2 separate regions of the Sus scrofa genome follow, and region 2 is linked to region 1. A link is a contact called in public Hi-C data. All regions are on one chromosome and are shown on one strand. Each heading gives the region's core, a stretch centred on a gene start, on an enhancer-like site or on the middle of the called end of the contact. The rest is flanking DNA. Distances are from core to core; before and after follow the strand shown.

Region 1 (6,733 bases), core at 4,099-6,598:
GTCCTGTACTTTCAGCTCTGGCTCACTGAATCCAGAAAGAAATGGACATGCTTAGCTGCCACTGCCTTGTGCTCTGAGAGTGAGGAATGTGGTTAAAGTTTAAGCTCCTGCTGGCAGTCAAGTAACATAATAGAGACCCTGAGGCATAGTACACGTGCTTCTTTCAGAAAGAACCTCAACTATAAGAAACACCCCGAAGTCCTAAGTCTTAAGTGATGTTGGTTCTATTTCCTTGCTCATCCTACAACTTAAACAATTGTGATGTGATTAAATCCAATGAAGTTCTGATATTTTTAATATGACTACATTAATATGTCAGAGAATTCATTTTATTTTAAAGTATACATGTCATATTCCAAATTCTTTTGGTGTTATAATGGTTATACTTAGTATTTTCCTAGAGATTTGTCTACTTACTAATGATAGCGTTTTCTGGGTGTAAATGTACATTACAGCTGCTTTTTGGTAATTCTCTTGATAATGCTAGTCCTACTTTGGTACAGTATTGAGTTATTAAAATAAAATAGAGCAAAAGAATTCTGGGTCTACATATGAGCCCTTATTCTTAATTTTAGTATGTATGGAGAATCCTCGATTAAGTTCCTAATGTATTTAATAATCCATGTGCATTATACTTTACAGGAATATTTATATTTATAATTATAATTTAGGATTAACTGATGACAAGTTCTTTGAAGGTAATCTACTTCTAACCTTAAAGTACATATATTTTAAAAAAAAGATTATAAAACCTCATACTTGTAAAAAAGAGTTCAAATGCTACATTTGAAAAATAGGAAGTGAAGATCCTTTTGGCACAGTGGGTTAAGGATCTGGTGTTGTCACTGCAGCAGCTCGGGTTGTTGCTCTGTCTTGGGTGTGATTCCTGGCCCGGGAACTTCCGCATACTGTAGGCTTGGCCAAAAAAAAAAGAAAAGAAAAAAAAGAGAGAAGTGAATGGATGATATATGGATGGAGTAAAGGAAAGGATATTGCTGCATAGATTATTTGGATATTTTAAAGGGGATTTTATAATTGGTGATATTGTGTCAAACTGATCTGTATTGTTTAGAATGGTCTATGTACTTGAATAATGAATCTGTCTCAGCCTCACATCTCAATAAATCCCTGAGATAACCTATTTTCCCTGGTGCCCAGGTGTCTTCAGTAATTAGAAGGCCTGGGTTTACCATTCCAATCAACTTGTCCCTCTATAAATAGGCCCCTCCAGGACCTTTGAGGATGGTAGATCAAGACCTACTCAATGGCTGGAAACCAACTAAAAGCTACTGAGAGTTTATTGCCCACTAGAGAATTTTCCCAAATGGTAACTAGGGCTTTTGGATATAAACAGTGACATTTCAAAGTAAGAGGCAAAGAACAATATTGGAGAGGGGAAAGCTAGGCCAGAGCTCCGAGAAATGTTCTCTGCTTGGGGAACAGCCTCTTAAAAGTACCTCTTAGGTAAGAGCTGGTCAAATGGCACCTGCTGTGTTTCTTTGAAGCTCCCCAAATAAGTTGCCAATGCAAAATGGATTTTCTGACGGGATTTGTTACTGGTAAGAGAAGATGTTATTAGAAGCCTGTTAGTCTGGTATATAATTAATGTCTCCTCTGGAAATAAACTGACCTGCTAGAACAAAGTGCTTCCTGATGGCCCAGCCACTGACTCAGCTCAACATTTACTCAACGTCCAATTACCAAGTGCTTCTTACATGCTAAGGTCTATCCTGACTATCAACACTTTAACAAGATGGAGCCTTGACCTTAAGGAGGTCTTGATAAACAAATTTAACACATTGTATCACACTCTTAAGTAGTCACAGTTTTATTTTTGGAGCCCAGGCAAGAGAATTCCAATTCAAGTCTTCTTAACTCTTTTCTTCACTCACCACAGTAAGTTTATCAAGTCCTATGGCTCCTTACCAAACCATCTCCCCATTTGTCCCCTGTTTTGCTTGTCACATACTAAATCTAAAGCACATTAGCTAACACATAAATGTGTGACTAATACACTGTCAAGATTTATCTCCTCTATGTAGATTTCAGAGAGATCGCTTCTCCTTCACTTAAATTTTTTTGCAGAGTTTATGACACAATTACTAATATTCTGGTATGTGGGCAAAGGTAAACCCATTATGTATTGAATTTTTACTTATTTCATTATTCTGACAATCTCTTAGGGAGCAGTTGGTTATAGCCAGTGGTTAGAAGTACTGGCTTCCTGACCTTGGGAATTGCATAAGTTGTTTATGCTCTTTTCCTGTTTCCTCATCTTTAAAACTGAGATAGGGGAGTTCCGTTGTGGTGTAGCAGAAACAAATCCGACTAGGAACCGTGAGGTTGCGTGTTCGATCCCTGGCCTCACTCAGTGGGTTAAGGATCCAGCGTTGCCGTGAGCTATGGAGTAGTTTGCAGACTTGGCTTGGATCTGGTGTTGCTTCGGCTGTGGTGTAGGCTGACAGCTGTAGCTCTGATTAGATCCCTAGCCTGGGAAACTCTATATGCCACGGCGATGCCCTAAAAAGAAATATAAAAAAAATAAATAAATAAAAATAAGACTGCAATAGGAACATTATTTATTTCCAAGACTGTTTGGCTAAATTAACATGCTGCACGCATGACATATGTTAGTGTTGGTAAATGTTGGCCGTTCCTTTTAGCACCCTAGGTTCTTACTTCAGAACCCGTGCTGCTGAGCCCACTTTTTCCATCACAAGACAAAGGCAGGCATATGGGAAGAAATGGACACAGGGAGATGTTGAGCACCTAAAGCTGAGGTCACACACCTAGTTGAGTGTGGAGCTGGGTTCACAGCCAACCTGGCAAGTCAATGAAAACTATCCCAAGGCTTATATAAAGCAATTCCAATGTAAGGATCCAAGATCTCCAACATACAAGAAATGCTGGGCAGAAACCTGGTCCTGAGGGCTCCTACCTGAAATGCCGTGATTTTTGGTCCAGCTATCAGTTAAAACCTCTGGAAATTGTAACATATGAACATTAAGGTAATCACTTCTTCTACCATGTTGCCTTCACCCTACACTCACTCTAGTCAGTTCTTTGACAGGTAGTTTCAGGGGGTGAGGGGAGGGGGGCGGGGGTTTGGTGGTGATGGAGGGGTAACACAGGAGTTGAAAAGAAGGATGGAGCTACCTCAAGACTATGGGATATCTGTGCTAACATTAGAAAGAGGAAGGCACATCCTGGGGAATCAGCTTGTTTAGATTATCTCTCCTTGCACACTGGAATTTGAATGCTCCAAAGAATGACTCCATGCAAAATGCTTCATTGAAGCTCCAGGAGTATTCGAATGAGTGTGTCTACCTAGGTGGTCCAGGTCCCACTCTTTGGCTGACTTAGCCTCCTTAATCATTCCCCATCCAAGTACCATCATCCAGAAGAAACACTTGGATACTGAACCCTGGAAAATAGGATCCTAAGGATTTTTGCACAGACCCAGATTGACGCTTTTGGTTTGGGTTGGCTAATTTACCAGATCCCTAGTAGTTAACTGTTTTGGGGAGGCCTGTCACCCTATTCTAATCCCTTTTCCGCTGCATCCAGAACCTAGGGGCTTGAGCACGTTATATAAAGTCAATTTTAGTTTGCTGACTGTCAGGCACTGATCTAGGCTAGGGACATTAGGTGGTTTGTCAGGAAAAAAAAAAAAAAAAATCAGTAAAAACACCATCACTCTACCCCCAATTTACATATAAGACTGTTACCAGGTTAGAAATTGGCCCCAAATCTCAATTTGTAAATGGAGAAAGCACAATTCCAATCTAGATTCAGTCTGTTCTACCACCTTAACTCCAGGCAATATTCAGATGCCCTTTTAATGCTCTGGTTCCAGATGGTATTTGAAGGTTAGCGCGAATACTGAGTGTGAGTTTAACTTCCTTGCAGGATTAGAAGTCTAATTGCTTGCAGTTTAGGATGAGGCGCCAGAGAGCCTGGTCATTTTACTTGGCCTTTGCCCTCACGAACCAGTTTGCTAGTCAAGTTTATAGGAACCACCAAATACCTCTGCAGGTAAGCCACACAAGTTACTGATCAAAACCACATCACTCGACTATCTTAAATACGTAGCAACTTGGCTTATCATTAGATTTCCTGCAAAGGCACACTTCTATTTACATCTCAAACTTTTTCTAAAAACCTAAAGTTTTTATTATCCCAGCTCCGGTAAAAATTAACTTACCTTTGCCTCGCCTTTTTCTTTCCCCTTTCATCTATAATGTCACTAGCTCTTTTTTTTGAAATAGTGGGGGGCTCTGAAAAGAGCCTTTGGGTTTGAAAGCACTTCCGGAAACCCTGGTACTGGTCTAATTAATCACTTGCCCTTGGCCTTGTGGTGGCTCTCGGTCTTCTTGGGCAGCAGCACGGCCTGGATGTTGGGCAGGACGCCGCCCTGAGCGATGGTCACGCGGCCCAGTAGCTTATTGAGCTCTTCGTCGTTGCGGATGGCCAGCTGCAGGTGGCGCGGGATAATGCGGGTCTTCTTGTTGTCGCGAGCCGCGTTGCCAGCCAACTCCAGGATCTCAGCTGTCAGATACTCCAACACCGCCGCCAGATATACCGGAGCGCCAGCGCCCACCCGCTCGGCGTAGTTGCCTTTGCGAAGCAGGCGGTGCACTCGGCCCACCGGGAACTGGAGTCCGGCGCGCGAGGAACGAGACTTGGCCTTGGCCCGAGCCTTTCCTCCTTGTTTGCCACGTCCCGACATAGGAAAAAAATAAAAAGAAAATAAACAAGACAAGACCAGTCGTTATGGAAGACCAAGTCTACAACTAGGTAAGACACAGCCGCTTTTATAGGCATTTCCTGGGGAGTAAATTCTGTTGCCTGATTGGCTATTAACCAGACACAGTCAAGTAGCCAATAGAAAAGCTTTATTTCCATCCCTCATTTGCATAGTTCTGCCCATAGATGACAGCCTTGCTGTTTTTCTTCCAATTAACTAAGACACGCTCTGCATCCCTCATTAGCATAAAGGCCCTATAAGTACCAGAAATCCGCTTCCTGCTTTCATTTTGATCTTGGTTTTTTTTCAGGTTCAAAATGCCTGAGCCAGCGAAGTCCGCTCCCGCTCCGAAGAAGGGCTCCAAGAAGGCGGTTACCAAGGCCCAGAAAAAGACGGTAAGAAGCGAAAGCGCAGCCGCAAGGAGAGCTACTCCGTGTACGTGTACAAGGTGCTGAAGCAGGTCCACCCGGACACCGGCATCTCGTCCAAAGCCATGGGCATCATGAACTCCTTTGTCAACGACATTTTCGAGCGCATCGCCGGCGAGGCCTCGCGGCTGGCGCATTACAACAAGCGCTCGACCATCACGTCCCGGGAGATCCAGACGGCCGTGCGCTGCTGCTGCCTGGGGAGCTGGCCAAGCACGCCGTGTCCGAGGGCACCAAGGCTGTCACCAAGTACACCAGCTCGAAATAAATTGCCAAGTAAGCATCTTTACACTTACCCCAAAGGCTCTTTTCAGAGCCACCCACATGTCCACAAAGAGAGCTGCAATCTCTAACACTTGGTTTTGTGTGATTGCGTGAGTGGTAGAGTTATTTGTAACTTTGTAATTGGGTGTAAGGTGTTACACAATTAAAACCGCTGCTGTGTTGTTGACACGGTCATGCCAAAGTGTTAATCACTGTTTTCTGCCTTAGGGCTTAGCCCCCAAGTGTAAAGTCCACTCTATTTTGTGGGTTGCAGTGATCAGTGTGCTGCAGTTGGTCTGGGGTGATTGGAACATGAAAAACCTGCTTAGGTTTCTGGTGCCTTGTGTAACCAGTACAGTCAGAATTGAATGCTTTAGGGACGCTTGCAATTTGACAAAAGCTTCCTGTAAGTTCGGGAAACTAGGCGGGAAGAGAGCAGGGGCGCTGTGGATGGAACTTGGCAATACAAAGTGTCTAATAGAGAAACTTCCTTACCTGGCAGTCCTGGGCGGGGGGAGATGGTTCCTGAGAAATTCCGCATTCCCTTAAGCACTTGGTCATTTTTGCTCTAAGGGAAGATTTTGAGGTGAGTGAAACACATTTTCCATTTTATTTTATTCGTCTAGAACACATTTTCTGAACCTAGGAGTAAAATTTGCTTTTTTTGTAAAAAAGTGGGACAATACAGGAGGTAAAATTGGCTACAAAGAGAACAAGGCTTTTTCATTTGTTTTGGTGTTTTTTTGGTAGGATTTGGGGTAAGATAGCGTATCATTTAGATTGCTTAACATAAAGACCCGGTGATCTTAAATGTGCTGTTTTCTTTTGACATCTTGGAAAAATACTGAGGCCTGTCTGGTGCTAGACAGACAATTTGAGCAGGACTTCACCATCATTGGCTGTCTAACCTGGAAGTTACCTGAGAAATGAGGGGCAGCCCTGGCCCAATTAAGGCAGAAGTGCAAATATATAGGACAATGACAGATGCTTGTCACAGGAGATCAGCCAAATTTTAAGATTCCCCAAGTCCTTAAACAACTAAAACAGATTTTTTTTCTCTGCCCCTAGTGAGCCTGCCCAAGGACTTAATTGTCCCAAGTCAGACAAATGTCTCCTCACTGCCAATCTGTTTACACCATAAATGTCCAAACAGATTCACTATTCCCAGAACGACTGCAAGTTGATTGGTTTGTTTTCTTCTCTTCCCTTTTTTCCTTATAAATAAATTCTGGTTTGTCTCTATTAGATGAAGTAGTTCTGTTGCTTGATTTCTCTTCAGTACGAGAGCAGGCTG
Region 2 (6,783 bases), core at 3,945-6,444, 74 kb before region 1:
TAAAATATTGCATTAGTAATGTCTTTGTATTGGTTATATGTTGAAATGAAAATGTCTTGGATGTTTTGGGTGAAATGCAACATAGTACTTAAGCAATCACATCTTTTTCCTTTTAAAAATATGGCTTCTGGAGTTCCTGTCGTGGCTCAGTGGTTAACGTATCCGACCAGGAACCACGAGGTTGTGGGTTCGATCACTGGCCTCGCTCAGTGGGTTAAGGATCTGGCCTTGCCATAAGTTGTCGTGTAGGTTGCAGATGCGGCTCAGATCCTGCGTTGCTATGGCTCTGCTGTAGGCTGTCGGCTATAGCTCTGATTAGACTCCTAGCCTGGGAACCTCCATATGCTGCGGAGTAGGCCTGAGAAATGGCAAAAAGACAAAAAAAAAAAAAAAAAAAAAAAAAAATTGGCTCCTGAAAATTTTCCTTTAATATGCGTGTCTTTCATTGTTTTCTTTGCACAGCACTGCTCTAAGATTCTTCCTTTCTCCTCTCTGTTTCTCTATCTGGCCTTGCTATCTTGGAATACAGTGGACATTCACTACATTTCTAGGAAACTGAACTATAGAGACTGGTCTCAAATTGACTGAAGCACTGTAAAAATACATCAATCAATCAATCAATCACATTAGAGAACAAAGGAGGCTTGTCAAATAAATCATTACTTATCAAGATAAGGAAAGATGAATTCCAGAAAAATTGGTGACCGTAGAATTCTTTACGGACGGAATATCAGAAGATGGAGATTACCTGAGAATACATGTGGTAGTTTTTTCCAAAAGTGCATTTCTTTCTCCTTCCTTCCTTCCTTCCTTCCTTCCTTCCTTCCTTCCTTCCTTCCTTCCTTTCTTTCTTTCTTCTTTCTTTCTTTCTTTCCTTTTCTTTCTTTCGTGGTGGTGGTGGTGGTTTGCCTGTGCCAAAGGTATGCAGACATTTCCCGACCAGGGATGGAACCCAACATCACAGCAGTGACAATGCTGGATCCTTAACTTGCTGAGCCATCAGGGAACTCCAAAAAAAAAGTGGGTTTTTTGAGAGAAAACTTTCAAAACTGATTATTAAAGCAGTGAGAGTCCGAAAGGGCCTAAGCTTCTGTATGATAGAATGTGGATTCAGTAGTTTTATCAAGAAGAAAAATCATTTAGTAGAAGTACAAATGCATTTTCTCAAAAGAAGGAAGAAAACAATTTATCATTTCTGGAAAGGAGGTAAAGATCATGAGCTGTGGTGTAGGTTGCAGACATGGCTTGATTCCCAAGTTTCTATGGCTGTGGTGCAGGCTGGCAGCTATAGCTCCGATGTGACCCTAGCTTGGGAGTTTCTTATGCCGTGCTGCATGTATGGCCCGAAAAAGAAAAAAAAAATCTTGAATGTTCTTCCATATATTCTCTCTCACTATATATTTTATATAAATAAAAATATATATGTATTTGGGGGGTAAGGATTTACAGTAAAATATATATATGTGTATATGTATATATGTGTGTGTGTGTATATATATATATTTTGCATTTTTAGGGCTGCACCTGCAGCATATGAAAATTCCCAGGGCCATGGGTCAAGCTGGAGCTGCAGCCATTTCTGCTACCTACCCTGTAGCTTGGGGGCAAGGGAGACCCTTAAACCACTGAGAGAGGCCAGAGATTGAACCTGTACCCTCAGGGATACTATTTCGGGTTCTTAATCTTCTGCAGCAGAATTTGAACAATCTAGTGTGAGAAAAATTATCTGAGACTTGGAACAGGGGCTGTGATGTCCAATATACAAGGTTACAGGCATCATAAGAATTCTGTGAGAATGTATTTTGATCATCTATTTACTGTTGATTAAAGGCATCAGTGATATTTCTTAACTTGTAGGGTTTTCTTTGGTAGAGATGCAAATAATTTCTGTCCAGTAGAACAAATAACTCCAAAGATTAATGACCTCTTGGATAAGAATTTTATTTTTACCCACTGATCAACAGTGGCAACTCCACTAAGTGTTTTTAAGATATTCTTGAGGCATGTGTTTCTGTTTAACTATTTATCAGTCTAATATCTATGAAGTATTCATGAATCTTGGTGTTAACTCATAGGATATTTTGATAATTTCAGTGACTTTTGTCCATTAGAGATGAATGTTATCTCTATCCAATAGAAAACATAACCTAAATTTTATAATTTAATTCAGCCATACGGCAATTAATAAACCTTTTCCATCTAAATTTGTTCTTTTGATTTTAATTCAATCTTTTTTTTCTGGGGTTGGGGGGTGGGGGGACTCTCTATACATCTTGGTTTTCAGCTCCAGCCCCTGTAACAAAACACTGATCAGCAAATGAACAATAAACAGGTTTATTAACATGTATATTTCATATGTGCATGGGAAGGACACCCATGAAAAAGCAATTCAAAGAGTGTTTAGAACCCCAGTTTATAAAGTATTTTGAAGAAAGAGCAGTAGGTTTGTAGAGAAATGATAGGATGAGGAAATTAGTTTTAGGGTTTGAAGAGGAAATAAATATATCGGAAGAAACAGTAAGGTTTTTTAGCAGATTTCTCTAGTGCCTCTCTGGTCTGACAAATATGAGGCAGTCTCCAGAACAGAGTTTATATCCTGCCTTAAGGCAGAAAAAGAGAAGGATAGAGAAAGCTTTATCTTGTTATTATTGCTTATTGACTAACTGCCCAGGGAGGTAAAGTAAGGGAAAGCATTGCAAGAATTCTTATTAACAAAGCAGATGGCTCTGAAAAGGCTTTTTCAGTTCCGAGTAAGCCAAAGTCTTGGGTTATGCCCTTTCCCCACAAATGTGGTGGGCAAGCTGGATGTCCTTGGACATGATGGTGACACACTTGGCGTGGATGGTGCACAGGTTGGTGTCCTTGAAGAGCTGAGCCCCACCAGGTAGGTCTTGCTGCTGGGTATCTTGTGAGTGGTCTGCTTAGTGCAAGCCATGAAGGTAATGTCAAGGAAAATTGGCTGGAGGGTATTTTGTGCTGGTGCTGTTTCTGACCTTATTTACAGAAGCAGATCAGTCTTGTTCCCAGGTCCCTTGTTGTGATCTAATTGGTTCTCACAATGCTTTTTGGAGAAATATGATTAGATTTCCATTATAGATTTAATATATAATATAATCATATTTCAAGTTTATGGTCCACTGTAAATTGAGTCCCTAACAAGGTTTCATGTAGTATTGATTTTAGTGTACTTCTTTCATTGCATTTTTGCTGAAGAGAAATAACCTAAACTAAACAATTCTCACTAATACTGCCATCTGCAAAATTTAAAATGCCTTCCCTGCCCTGTCATTGGTTAGCTATTCCTCCTTTGTTCTCACGTTTGATTTATTCTAGACTTTTTGACAGAAAGTTTGAGAATACATGTATATATAATAATGTATATACGTCATGCACATACACGAGAAACCTCTCAACATGAGGCATTATGGTCTTGATCCTTTGCCACTTACATATACTTTATGTCATCCATATAGCCTACAAACTCTGGTTTATGTCCTGACACAGAATTAAGGATTCTTGAGGTGCATCTTTTGTTTCAGTAAAAAGGGAGAGCAAAAACCTAACTTTATTAATTTTTTAAGACTTCCTGGTGTATAAAATGTGAGTCATGGCTAAATTCACCTCTTTGTGGCAAGGATGGGAGCAGCTTTCCATTTTTAACTTTAACTGGCTAGTACAGAGAAAACTTCATGGAAACTGCACAGCAAGTGTTCCAGAGCTTTCTATAAAAACTGTGTGGCTCTGAAAAGGGCCTTTAATTTCCAGAATGGGGACTGAAGAACTGCTAAATGTCAGTCACTACACTGATCCTAGAGGCATTAGGTGGTTTTGTTGTCAAAATAAATAAATAGATAAATAAAATAAAAAAAAATAAAGCATCCAATTTACATAGGACAAAACTGTACCAGGTTAGAAACTGGCCCCAAATCTCAGTTTGTCAATGGAAAATCCACGAATCCAATCCACACTCTCTGTTATGAGCCAGCATGTTAACTCCAGGCAGTTTCTGATGCCCTTTCAATGCTCTGGTTGTTTCACATGGTAGTTTGAGAAAGTTATCAGGAACAGAGAGCCTAACTTCCTTGCAGGGTTAGGAAAAAGCTACAGGGTTAGAAAAGGCAGTTTAGGACGAGCCGCCCGAGGTCTGGCCATTTCGTTTGATATGCTTGCCTTTATGAACCAAGTAGTTTGCCAGGCAAATATATAGACCACCAAATACTTCTGTAGGTAAGCCACGCTCAGGATTTACTGACCAAAGCCAGATTACTGGACTGTCTTAAATGTGTAGCCAATTATTGCGTATCCCGTTAGACATTAACCTATTTAACACTTTTTGCAAAATGATGCAGATCTCCAATTACTCCTTGGAGCTTTTGCTAAAGGCCTAGATTTTTACTACCCTAGTTCCAGTAAAAACTGTTTTTTTTTTTTTTTTTCTTTTAACACATGTTACTAGCTCTTTTTTTGAAATGGTAGGGGGCTCTGAAAAGAGCCTTTGGGTTTGAAAGCACTTCCGGAAGCTCAGGTCCCTGTCAAATCACTTGCCCTTGGCCTTGTGGTGGCTCTCGGTCTTCTTGGGCAGCAGCACCGCCTGGATGTTGGGCAGGACGCCGCCCTGAGCGATGGTTACACGACCCAACAGCTTGTTGAGCTCTTCGTCGTTGCGGATGGCCAACTGCAAGTGGCGCGGGATGATGCGGGTCTTCTTGTTGTCTCGTGCCGCGTTGCCCGCCAGCTCCAGGATCTCAGCGGTCAGATACTCCAGCACCGCCGCTAAATACACCGGAGCACCAGCGCCAACCCGCTCGGAATAGTTGCCTTTTCGGAGCAGGCGATGCACTCGGCCCACTGGAAACTGGAGACCAGCCCTAGAAGAGCGAGTCTTAGCTTTAGCGCGAGCTTTTCCGCCTTGCTTGCCTCGTCCAGACATTCTGGATATTTGCAGAGAAAGAAAAGCCACAGGAAAATCAGAAAAAAAATGACCTGTAAAGACCAACAAGAGGACACTTATAGTGCTGGATGGAATTGTAAATTGAGAGGTAGGATTGGTTAAAGTCATCTTGTTACTAGCCAACCAATAAGAAAGGCGATGTGATGCAAGTAAATTTACATAATCTCGTCACCAATATATTATCAAATCAGAACTGGATATTCTATAATACCTAATTTGCATAGACCGCCTATAAAAAGAGACGCTCTAAACGCAAGCAGACATTTAAGAATCTCTGTTTAGTGTGGTTCTGCAGTTCTGTTAAAATGCCTGAACCAGCGAAATCTGCTCCAGCCCCCAAAAAGGGCTCCAAGAAAGCCGTGACCAAGGCGCAGAAGAAAGATGGCAAGAAGCGCAAGCGCAGCCGCAAGGAGAGCTACTCCGTGTACGTGTACAAGGTGCTGAAGCAGGTCCACCCGGACACTGGCATCTCGTCCAAAGCCATGGGCATCATGAACTCCTTTGTCAACGACATCTTCGAGCGCATCGCGGGTGAGGCCTCGCGGCTGGCGCATTACAACAAGCGCTCGACCATCACGTCCCGGGAGATCCAGACGGCCGTGCGGCTGCTGCTGCCCGGGGAGTTGGCCAAGCACGCCGTGTCCGAGGGCACCAAGGCTGTCACCAAGTACACCAGCTCCAAGTAGATGTGCTTAAAGGCACCGTCAAACCCAAAGGCTCTTTTCAGAGCCACTTACATTTTCATTTAAAGAGCTGTGATCGTTTCCTGTCTGGGCATAATTTGTCCCTGAATTTTCTGTGCTTTCTGTTCAGGTAATTCCAGATAAAGAGCTCCTTGTTCTCAGTTTAAAAAAGGTGTGTTTTTCTGTCTTCACTGTTTTCCAGACCTTTTCGTATTCTAAAGAGGTCAGTGTGTAAAGGACTTTCTCAGGAAAACTGGACAGGCCAAATGGGTGGGATTAGAGAGAACTTTCCTTATTTCAGCGGTGGTCTAGTGCTTGGTAGCAGCAATTGTTTTCAGCTCCTAGCTTCTGCCCCCCCTCCCCCCCCCCCCGCCCCGGATTCTACCCTCCCTGTCTTCGCTCTGTCCTCAGAATTCTGAGCTTTACCTCTTTCAGGCCTTCCCTTTAAACTTAGTGATTCTATTTAACTGCCTTTTTTTGTGTGTCCCTTGAATACTACATTTGGTTCCTGTTTTCTTCAGTTTTTGGAACACTTCTACTTGGGTTTTGCTCTCTATTCCAAGAGCTGTGTAACTTAATCTTTGTAAAAATGGCCAATGGTTTTCTGTTTTCCTGGCTGCACATTGATTAACATGCATGATGTGAAGCCTTTCGTCATTTAAAGCTTTTGCTTACTTCCTAAAAGTAGCAGGCATGTTGATCATTATAAGATATTTTGTTTACTCTCAAGGAACGCAATCTCAGAAAGGTTTATCACCAATTCTCCCAAGTAAGTAAGGAATTTATTTAAGGAGACAGGAGAAATGAAATTGAGTGCAGCCCACGGGCCTTTGGAATACAGAGCTTTATCTCCTGCCTAATTAAGCCTTTCTTTTTGGATGACGAAGGACATGCCATGAAAGGTGAATAAGAAATGCACCAATGGTGTTACCTTGTGGCTCAAGGGTAAAGAACCTGACTAGTATCCATGAAGATTGCAGGTTCGATACTTGGCCCCACTCACAAAGGAAAGGGAGGTGGCCTAGTCCTGGGAGAGTTAAGTCATGTGAAAGCACCTCCTAAAGTGTGAGAAATCCGTAATTGTGCAGTAGTTTTAAATTCTATCTAGACATCTTTGAAAGAATTGCTTCAGAGCACATTGGCTGAAAT

The links. A called contact is a pair of places that touch in the nucleus more often than the background predicts.
Region 2: a contact with region 1 is called in a Hi-C map of skeletal muscle, with 8 times the contacts expected there. The contact joins the promoter of LOC100156937 here to the promoter of LOC110261482 in region 1. A contact is called at or near these places in 4 of 5 promoter capture datasets (fetal skeletal muscle, liver and skeletal muscle), 6 of 47 Hi-C or Micro-C datasets (alveolar macrophages, embryonic fibroblasts, epiblast stem cells and 2 more) and 2 of 2 datasets of contacts at active chromatin or transcription factors (alveolar macrophages and skeletal muscle).

What each region holds. Positions count from the first base shown.
Region 1 is chr7:20,787,765-20,794,497 of Sscrofa11.1, reverse strand. It overlaps LOC110261482 (histone H2A type 1-C), which reads right to left and starts at 5,348. Exons shown (of 2, transcript XM_021098432.1): 1 at 4,205-5,348. The coding sequence starts at 4,729. The coding sequence ends at 4,337. It also overlaps the pseudogene LOC110261485.
Region 2 is chr7:20,861,806-20,868,588 of Sscrofa11.1, reverse strand. It overlaps LOC100156937 (histone H2B type 1), which reads left to right and starts at 5,194. Exons shown (of 1, transcript XM_001927717.6): 1 at 5,194-5,805. The coding sequence starts at 5,257. The coding sequence ends at 5,637. LOC100155734 (histone H2A type 1) reads right to left here and starts at 4,995. Exons shown (of 1, transcript XM_021098431.1): 1 at 4,474-4,995. The coding sequence starts at 4,930. The coding sequence ends at 4,538.